Regions from separate parts of the Mus musculus genome. Here region 1 is linked to region 2. Evidence: chromatin contacts called from public Hi-C data. All regions are on one chromosome and are shown on one strand. The core of a region is the stretch at or near the end of the contact, and the rest is flanking DNA. Distances in the headings are between cores, read along the strand shown.

The links. Hi-C and Micro-C count contacts between places; a contact is called where the count stands out from the background.
Region 1: a Hi-C map of liver shows a contact between it and region 2, with 4 times the contacts expected there. The contact joins two enhancer-like sites. A contact is called at or near these places in 1 of 39 promoter capture datasets (liver) and 1 of 484 Hi-C or Micro-C datasets (liver).

Annotation. Positions count from the first base shown.
Region 1 is chr8:123,810,002-123,814,867 of GRCm38.p6, reverse strand. All of the region lies in intron 1 of Rab4a (RAB4A, member RAS oncogene family), which reads right to left. Among named protein-coding and RNA genes, the nearest start is that of Rab4a, 6.4 kb to the right of the region's middle. Within about 2 kb of position 1,532, at least 33 of the 459 cell types and tissues checked have an H3K27ac peak or open chromatin away from gene starts, as enhancers often do. A contact at or near this core is called in liver, where this site is marked.
Region 2 is chr8:123,238,595-123,243,863 of GRCm38.p6, reverse strand. It overlaps Vps9d1 (VPS9 domain containing 1), which reads left to right. Exons shown (of 15, transcript NM_028200.2): 14 at 72-176; 15 at 675-1,508. The coding sequence ends at 768. 4933417D19Rik (RIKEN cDNA 4933417D19 gene) reads right to left here. Exons shown (of 3, transcript NR_045849.1): 2 at 4,186-4,390; 3 at 1,505-2,065. Among named protein-coding and RNA genes, the nearest start is that of Spata2l, 5.0 kb to the right of the region's middle. Within about 2 kb of position 1,288, at least 6 of the 459 cell types and tissues checked have an H3K27ac peak or open chromatin away from gene starts, as enhancers often do. A contact at or near this core is called in liver, where this site is marked.

The DNA of each region.
Region 1 (4,866 bases), core at 283-2,782, 570 kb before region 2:
TGGCCTGAGGTGCCTTGACACATGCCACACAGAGAACAGTCAGCTGGCTCTCAGCTCTTCCTTTACGGGGAGCTGGCTCCTGGGGTGTCAGCTTTGACCCACTGAGGGCAGGGACTTGAGGTCTCATCGTCTTTGAAAAGTCTGACCTCCTATTGTGATGAGTTCTATGATCAGGCCACCACAGGCTCACACAGAAAGCATGTGTCCTCCAAACAGTATACTGGACAGAGGGACCGTGTCCATGCTCTAGAGGCCTAATGGGTCTGAGGTACCACTGTGCACTCCCACCATTGAGCATAGTTAGCCTTGGATCCATATGGCTCACCGTTAGTCGACAAAATCTGGTCACATCAGTAGGGGTGATGAAGGCTAGCCTCTTGGTCATCCAGCTGCATGTGGGATCTAGGCATATCTCATAGTGGGTCTGAGTTCTGGGTATCAGTACACTGGGCAAGAAGTATATGGCTTCACTCCCATCCACAGATAAGATGACTAAGGCACATACCTGCTTCTCAGGTTGGGAAAGTCCTCAGTGTAGCAGTGGTCAGAGGACCATCATTCATGTCAGAAGGGTTTCGACCAGACCTGAAAGCTGAGGCCTGGCAACAACTAGAAACAGTCTGTCCATGAGCACTCTTAACTAAGGAGCAGGAACTGTTCCTGAAGAATGGACCAGAACATTTGTAATGTTTTATGACTGTAGCAAGCCTGCCTTACCTACACAACACACTGGGTTTGATAACTAGTATCCATAAACTGGGCGGGGTGGTGCACACCTATAATCTTGCATTCAGAGGGTAGGGACAGGAGCCTCAGAAGTTGAAGGTCACCCCTGCCTACACAGGGCGTTGGAGACCGGGGTGAATGAGAGGCTACCAGGTTGTCATGAGCTGGGACAAAGGGGAGTCATCCTGCAAACAGTAACAATGAAGCCAGCGACTGACTGCACTGGTGTTCTCCACTGGGGTTCTGAGCTGCATCCTGAGCACAAATGTGCCCCGCAGCCCCTGGATCAGTACCCAAGGCCTGGCTTGTCACCCTGTTACTTCTTCGGCCACCCCGCCCCCATCTGACTCTCACAGTCTCTCCAGGAGCACCCCAGAAGCTGGCGGCTGCAGAACCAGGTCCTCTCACGCTCTGCTCTAAGGCTTGGCAGGGCCCTTGGCTCCAGACCTGTGTCCTCGGCAGGGAGACTTGTTTTGCCTATTTTCAGGCTACATGAGGTGCCCACGTGATCTCCCCAGTCCAGGAAACTCGATCTACAGGACAGGTTTTATTAGTTCCGTTTCCACCACCACAATGGGACTGTCTGATTTCTGTCACAAACACAATAATAAAACCAGGCCTCCACGTCAAGTGTCTATTTATTTTTGGCTTTTTTTGTTTCATCTTCTCTGAGAGCAAAAGCATTGTTTCTCAAATGGATTCACATCAAAGCCTGTTTTGGCTGGCTGTCCATGGATTGCACAGAGGACGGAGACAGGTCACCTGGACCCTCTGTTCCCAAAGACGAGAGTTTACTTTCTAATATTGAAAGAAGGTTTGACTTTGATCCTGAGCGAGAGCAGAGGACCCATGGACTGCGCTCAGACTTGCGTTTTCTTTCTCAGCATCCAGCAAACCACTATAGCAGGCACACCAGAAGCCAGGGGGGCTGCTAAATGCACACTCTACGTACAGAGCCAGCTATGACAAAATGCTTTGTTTTTAAACCTCCACTCGCTTTTCTGCATGATTAAAAATTTATGTTGGAAAAGAAAATGATAAACATCTCTCTAAAATAGACCTCCCATTCATAATTTATGAGCACTTTATGAATAGTGTCCCTTTTTTCCATCTAAATATCACTGACTCCATAAGGCTAAAAAGCCAAAGCACACTTGTACCTGTGAGAAGATGGGGCCAGGTATGGTGGCTCAATCTTGTCATATGTTTCAGGAGGTGGAGTCAGGAGGATCAGGATCAAGACTAGCCTGGGCTACAAAGCAGTTTGAGGCCTGCCTGGGCTACATAAAACACTGTCTTTTTGTTTTTTAAATCATACGTGTGTGTGTGTGTGTGTGTGTGTGTGTGTGTGCGCGCGCGCGCGCGCGCTCGCTCGCACACGTGTGTATTGGTGGGGTGGGACATGAATATGGTGCCTGTAGAGGCCAGATCTGTTGGGTGCCCCTGGAACTGGACTGACAGGAGGTTGTGAGCTACCTGATATGGGTGCTGGGAATTGAACTTGGGTTATCTGGAAGACAGCAAGTATTCTTAAGCACTGAGCCATTTCTCCAGTATGAAACCCTGCCTTTAAACAACAAAGTAACAACAAAAATAAACAAAACCAGAGGAAGTAGAAACAGCCACAAGACTCAGCCAATGGGTGCTGTGACATGCTGTTGGAGGCGGGACTTGTTTGGGCGCAGCAGTACGTGTCAAATTCACCATCATCACACACCAATTTGTATTGACCGAGTCTTTCACAACATAAACTACCTTTGGAATTCTTGCTTTTGAAACAAGGTCTCACTTTGAAGCCCTGGCTAGACAGGAGTCTCTATGTAGATCTGGCTGGATCTGCTTGCTTCTGCCCTGGGAGTTCTAAGATTAAAGGCTGTGCCAACACACCCAGCTCCTTAGAACTCGTAGACAAGCTTCAAAAAACAAAAGCAAAAAACAAAACAACAACAACAAAAAAAGAGCAAAAAAAAACCTAAAACCAACCAACCACCAACCTATAAGTACACCATGCTTCCTTCCCTTATGTCCTGTTATATAACATGGTTCCTTTTCTTTTATCTTTTTTAAAGACAGGGTTTCACGGAGCCCAGGTTACCCTCCTAGCTCTACTTCAGAGGTGTTGGGGTCATTGGCAATGCCCATGACACCCAGTTCTACCCTGTAATATGTGTCTTGTGTCATTTTATATTTTACTGCACAGTTGCAGTCACCAAGTAGCAAATGTCACATATCCTTCAAATGCACAGAAGACAGTCCATCAGCGGAAACAGATCCCCTCAGATCGTCTGAGCTCTGCGGGCAACAGGCACACACGGAATATTCGCATACATCCAGGCAAATACTCAGACACACACACACAAAAAAAAATAAATCGTAACAAACAAACAAACAAGCAAAATTGTCCCATCTCAGAAATTCTGTCATGGCAACAGGGGTTAAGGCAATAGGCCAGGACTCGGGCCCTCCAAAGGCTTCCAACAAACCACCCTAACTGGGCAGTGCTCTCCTAGAATTACTGAGAATGATCAAAACAGACCAGCTCAAGTTTGACCACTCCCCTCGGAGAGCTTCAGAGAAGAAATTCCAGAAACAATAAGCCTTTTCTCATTTCGAAGAAATGTTCAGGGTTGGAAAGATGGCTCAATAGTTAAGAACACTTCCTGCCCGTCCAGAGAACCAGAGTTCAATCCAGTACCTAGTTCACAACTGCCTGTGACGCCAGGTCCAGGAGATCAGATGCACCCACACATGTAGCATATTCATACACACACACACACACACACACACACACACACACACACGCGCGCGCGCACGCATGCATGCGCACGCACACACGCATGCACACACAATGCACACACACACATGTGCGCACACACGCATGCACGTGCGCACACACACACACACACACGCACACACACGCACACACGCATGCGCACACACGCATGCACGTGCGCACACACACACACACACACACACACACACACACACACACACGCATGCACATGCACCTTGCAGAAGATGACCCTTAGCTTCTGATTCCTCTCTTTCTGCCTTCTAAGTGCTGGGATCACAGGTGTTCCTCCCACCTCAGCCCCAGCCCTGCTCCTTGAAATGTTCACCAGTTTTCAGTGAATGTGAAAAAGAAAAATACAACTTTGACATGGTGGCACACTCATTTAATCCCAGCACTCTGAACATACAGACAGGTGGATCTATAATGTGTTCAAGGCCACCCTGGTCTACAAAGTGAGTTCAAGGACAGTCGGGGCTACACAGAGAAACCCTGTTTTGAAAAAGCCCAAAACCAAACACTCACAAAAAAATAAATAAAAATAATATTGAATCGAATAAATGTTCTTTTTTTTTTTTTGGTGTCTGCTTGAACTGTTTAAATGTGTTGTCAGTTGTGACTTAAGGCAATTAGGTAATTCTTCTAACAGAAAATTAATATTGCCTTATCAATGAAGGTCTTTTGAAAACAAATTTTAATTTGGGATATCCTTGTCAATCCAAATTGCCTTATCAAGCCTACCTGTCTTCAGGAATCATCTTCTGATGTCTATGTCTTGTGAGTTAGCTTCCAAGGGTTTGCATCTCAAAGGGCCCTAAGTCAGCTGGATTAACGTGGCAGACATTTGCTGTCTGAAAGTACCAGAGGCCTCGTGAGGTGTGGCAGGGATGGAGCTTCTGCAGGCTCAGGGAAGGGTGCTTCCTGCCTCGTCCTCTTCCTGGTAGTTAGTTGCCATCTGTGCTAGGGTACCTTGGCTGGAGACTGGATCTCTCCAACCCAAGGCTCATTACCACAACCTACTCTCCTTGGGTGTGTCTGTGGCCAGGCTTCCCTGGTCTCATTAGGACAGAGTCCCTGAGTTTGGGACATAGTACTCCAGCACGACTCCACCTTCAATCGACATCCCAAAGATCCCAAAGACATTCCAAGGAAGGTTGCATACAGGTCCAGAGCTAGGAATTAAGTGTGACTTTAAGGACACAATTGAAACCTCACACACACAAGAGTAAGGATGAATAATGGGCAGAAAACACTGATCTTAGCATTGCATGTCCGACATCAGAGTGCTGTGTGTCCTTTTCTAGGTGAAATAGTCTATGTTGCATACATAAACTATGACAGAAGCAACC
Region 2 (5,269 bases), core at 39-2,538:
TCCAGAGAGGCAGAGCGCGTGTCCCTTCGGCCCTGGTCCCACAGACCGACCTCTTGGCCTTTGCCCAGCAGCGGTGCTGATGACTTGCTGCCCATCCTGTCCTTCGTGGTGCTGAGAAGCGGCCTCCCCCAGCTGGTGTCAGAGTGTGCGGCCCTGGAAGAGTTCACTCATGAGGGGTAGGAAGGGGCCCAGGCTAGTGGGTGACTAGGAGGCTGATGTGGGGGAAGGGTCTCTGTGGGAAGAGCTGGGGACAGAGCAGCTCTGACAAGGGGGGACAAGGGAACCTCACCCCCCCCAGTACAAAAGCAATGGCTATAGTAAGCCGTGGAAGCCACAAGGGGGCCCGCAGCACCACCGCCACTTTCGGACATCCCTCTGAGATCCACTGTGCATGGGACACTCTTACCCGCATGCTCTGTAGCCTTCAGAGGACCCTGTGCAGGAGCCAGAGGGTGTCTCTGATCAGCATCTGCCCGGGGAAGAGCAGTATGCACCACAGGGCCATCACAGGACCTGGACTGACAGTGGGGAAAGGTCCGCCCTGACCCAGCTCTCTAGCAACTCTACCCGTGACCGAGTCATTGCCCAAGCAAGAAGGGAAGATGTTGCCCTCTGGCGGCCTAGGCTTGTCCATCTGTCCTCTCAGTCGACACGTCCTTCCCCACTCCACACAGGTACTTGATTGGAGAAGAAGGGTATTGTCTGACATCACTGCAGAGCGCCCTGAGCTATGTGGAACTTCTGTCCCGGGGACGGCTGGACAAGTAGTGGTGGCTGGACCTCACAGACCAAAGGAGCCACGGGACCTCCACGCTGCACTGCATATCTGGTGTGGGGACACTGAAGGCCAGCTTGCTGTGGTAGCACTCTATAGCACTTGCTCACCTTCTTTACCATGCATCTGTCCTGGAGGCCTAGGACAGTGCCTCTTTAACAGGGCATGGCTGGCTGAGTCAGGCCTGCCCCAGACCCCATAGGAGAAATCTAGCTGCCGTTCCCTGGGGAGCCTGCAGCACTGATTGATGGCTCTGACCTCTTCTCATGGACACTAGGCAGCCCCCACTGGGGTATCAGCACAGAAATGGGTATTGGGAACCTTGCCGGGCCAATCTAGTTTTACATGCCTCCAGTCTCCTGAGACAGCCCAAGTTTGTGTGAGCCAGTTTCTTGTTAGTCACAAGTGGGCTTTACCCTGCCCCCAGAGAACTGGGTGTAGGTAGTGTGAGGCTGTACTGTTTATTTACCAGGTAGCAACTGCCCTGTTTGCTTTTGCTGGCCCGGGTGTCACTGCCCAGGCCTGGGTTATGAGCCTTTCTCCTACCAAGGTCCAGGACATCCTGCCCTGGGCTTATCTTGGTTGGGGACAGTGAAATATGTTCAGGACACTGGCTAACAAATACAGTTGTACAGACTCTTCAATGTCAGAGTCTAGAGGTCAGCCCCTAGACTGTTATATGTCTCCAAGTGGCTACCAACTCAGCCTAAAATAAAGAAGTCACTCTACCGAAGTCCATGTGACTTGTTCGTTTACCCACTAGGCAGCCAAGACTCAGGCAACACAGCCAGCCTCCTAGAGATCACAGCTGACAGCCCAACCCCAGATCCTCTGCACAGAAGCAGTCTCTTCCCAGGGCTGTTCCCAGCCAGGAAATTGTGGACTTCCCCGCTCTGGGATAGCAAGTGTCTGCAGGGTACCATTAGGACGGCTGGAATTGAGTCATTACTGTAGTCCTGAGCCCACAGCAGTTCCCTGAAGGCGCCTGAGTAATCTTCAGCCTACTCTCACACACAATGGACTGTCCCACACAGCGATGCCCTTTGGTTCTGCTGGGGCCCTAGGGTGATGCTGGCATCCGAGCACAGGCAGCATCTTCCACGGAGGCGAGCTGACCCACCCAAGAAAGGAAATACCCATGGCAGCTGGGGTTGCTGTGAGGAGGTGGTGGCAGGACACGGGGGAGTTTCCAGTCCCAGACGGCAGTAGTAGTGGGGTCGTTGGAGCCTCTTGGAGTCAGGCTAGATGTAACTTGGTTATTGGGCATTTATTGAACACTTGTGTTCCAACCTGCAAGGAAATGGAGAACATGCATCTTGGAGCCTCGTAGGCTGACCTCAGAGTCCAGTCTGCAAATGGTGCAAGAGAAGCCTGAGGCCATGACACCAAAAGCAAGTGGTGGGCCCAGGTCAGCCTGGGCACGACACCCATTCCTGGGGCATTTGACCTATGGTCGCGATCTCTGCGGATTGGGAATGGGCCGGAAGCCCCCAGCAGCTACTTCCCACTCACCTGCGTCAGGAATAGCACAGACTCGGGTCTCAGCTAGGCCAGAGAAATGTCTCAGTAGTTAAGAGCACTTGCTGGGCAGTGGAGGCGCACTTGGGAGGCAGAGGCAGGTGGATTTCTGAGTTCGAGGCCAGCCTGGTCTACAAACTGAGTTCCAGGACAGCCAGGGCTGCACAGAGAAACCCTGTCTCAAAAAATGAATGAAAGATGAATGAATGTTAAAACAGATACCGTGTGTCTCAGCTGACTTGGATCGTCGGCACTGTCGGCTCCTCGAGGCTCGTGCTCTGGTGAGGTGTAGAGACCTTGGACGGGAATGCCAGGGGACTACTGAGTTTTATGGTAATGGACCTGCTGCAGGCTTCCGCTCTGACTTTCTTTTTTTTTTTTTAAGATTTATTTATTTATTATATGTTAGTACACTGTAGCTGTCTTCAGACACTCCAGAAGTGGGAGTCAGATCTCGTTACAGATGGTTGTGGATGGTTGTGAGCCACCATGTGGTTGCTGGGATTTGAACTCCAGACCTTTGGAAGAGCAGTCGGGTGCTCTTACCCACTGAGCCATCTCACCAGCCCCTGCTCTGACTTTCAAGTCAGTTTTAAGGCCCCACTTCACAGAACCAAGGTTACTGGGTTAACGTAAATCCCAGTTCTGAGAGTACCTGTTGGGTTGGGATAAAATCAGAACATACTGCGGCACACCCTGGGAGAGACCACGCAGTGCTGCTCAGCTGACCATGGCACTAAGATGAAGCCAGTTGTGCAAGCGATGCTCCTCTGTGTGTGTACATGTGTGCGTGCATGCGTGCGTGCGTGTCAGAATCATTTTTTGTATATAACTGAAACTCATAATTCAAAATTCACTTTGCCTGTGAATTTCTTTTTTTGTTGTTGTTGGTTTTGTTGTTGTTGGTTTTGTTGTTGTTGTTGTTGTTGTTGTTGTTTTCGAGACAGGGTTTCTCTGTGCAGCCCTGGCTGTCCTGGAACTCACTCTGTAGACCAGGCTGGCCTCGAACTCAGAAATCCACCTGCTGCTGCCTCTGCCTTTCAAGTGCTGGGATTAAAGGTGTGTTCACCATGTCCGGCTGTGAATTTCTTATAGACAATCAGAAAACATTTCAGCTAATACTCTATTGTTTTACTAATCTTTATACAAATTTTGTTTGTTGTTTGTTCTGGTTTTTTTTTTTTTGACACAGGATTTGTGTGTGTGTGTGTGTGTGTGTGTGTGTGTGTGTGTGTGTGTGTAGCCCTGACTGTCCTAGCTGGAACTTGCTCTATAGACCAAGCTGGCCTTGAACTCACGGAGATCCACCTACCTCTGCCTCCCAAATGCTGGGATCAAAGTTGTGCTTTGTCCTCCCAGCTGACTGACCCCCCCCCCTTTAAAGACAAAGCCTCATATATTCAAGGATAGCCCCTAGCTTGCTTTACGGCAAGGATAACCTTGACTTTCTAATTCTCCTGCCTGATCACCAGCTACCTCCCAACCGATAGATTTACAGCCTCTGCTCTCGTTGAGTTAGGTAATGTACTCGTATGTAGGAACCAGGCTTTCTACATGCCAGGCAAGCACTTGCACATCATATGTAGGAACCAGGCTTTCTACACGCCAGGCAAGCACTCACACATCTAACCCACAGCCCCAGCCTCCCACAGGACCCTTAACGAGCCCGTTGTCCTCCCATTTCTGCTGCCCACGGTGTCGCCTGTGAAGACACTGTCTGCAGGATCGCCTTGTGCCTTCTAAGCTTTTGCTTATTCTATGCACAGCTTCTTGGTTGCTTTGGAGCTGAGTTCTCAGCACTGATGCTTCCTACTGAGTTTCCCCTAGCTCTCGTACCAGCTGGCCCCGGCTTTCTGAAGATTGCAGCTGAACTGCAACAGAAATCGCCATACCTCTCCCGGCATCGCTTTGGATTTCCTCGGCATGATGTTGAGCCTATGCCTCCACCTTGAAGTCCAACTTCTTTTGGTTCCGGCAGCACCCAGGAGACGCCTGACTTGAATTCCTTTATCCCAGTGCTTGTTACCATGGGGCTGCAAGAGTTCACTAAACGTGGCCTTGGCCTTGTCGAGTACCAGCTTGTCATTTTGTGGCTGGCTGAAGAAGAAGAAGAAAAAAAAGCTGTGCCTTTGGGTTAGTTCATCAGCATTTCTAAACTATGGATGAATAGCAATTTTTCCACTGAAAATCCTATATAGTAACAAGAAGTAGCCATAACCAAAAACTACAGAAACAGTAACAACTACTATTAGCTATGTATAGAATATTAAGAAAAAAAAATCACAGTGGGCTGGAGAGGTGGCTCCGTGGTTAAGAGCACTGACTGCCCTTCCAGAGGTCCTGAGTTCAATTCCCAGCAACCACGTGGTAGCTCACAACCATCTGTAACAGGATCTGATGCCCTCTTCTGGTGTGTCTGAAGACAGGGACAGTGCACTCACATACATAAATAAATCTTTAAAAAAAATCACAGTAACCAGACCTAGTATGTGTGTCACACCTATAACTCACATTCCACAGGCAGAAGACAGAGGAACAAGTTCTAGGCCAGCTGAGCTACACAGGAAAACTCTTTAACAAGGAAAGAAAAAAAAAATCTAGCCGGGCGTGATGGTGCATGCCTTTAATCCCAGCACTCAGGAGGCAGATGCAGGTGGATTTTTGAGTTCGAGGCCAGTCTGGTCTACAGAGTGAGTTCCAGGACAGCCAGGGCTACACAGAGAAACCCTGTCTCAGGAAAAAAAGGAAATGCAAGTCGAAGCTGGGAGTGTGGTTCAGTGAGTAGTGCTCCTGCCTATCCATACAAGACGCCCCAGGGTAGAGCCCCAGCCCACCATAAAACAGAATGTGGGGCTGGGGAGATGGCTCAGCAGTTAAGAGCATCGACTGCTCTGCCAGAGTCATGAGTTCAAATCCCAGCAACCACATGGTGGCTCACAACCATCTGTAACGAGATCAGATACCCGCTTCTGGTGT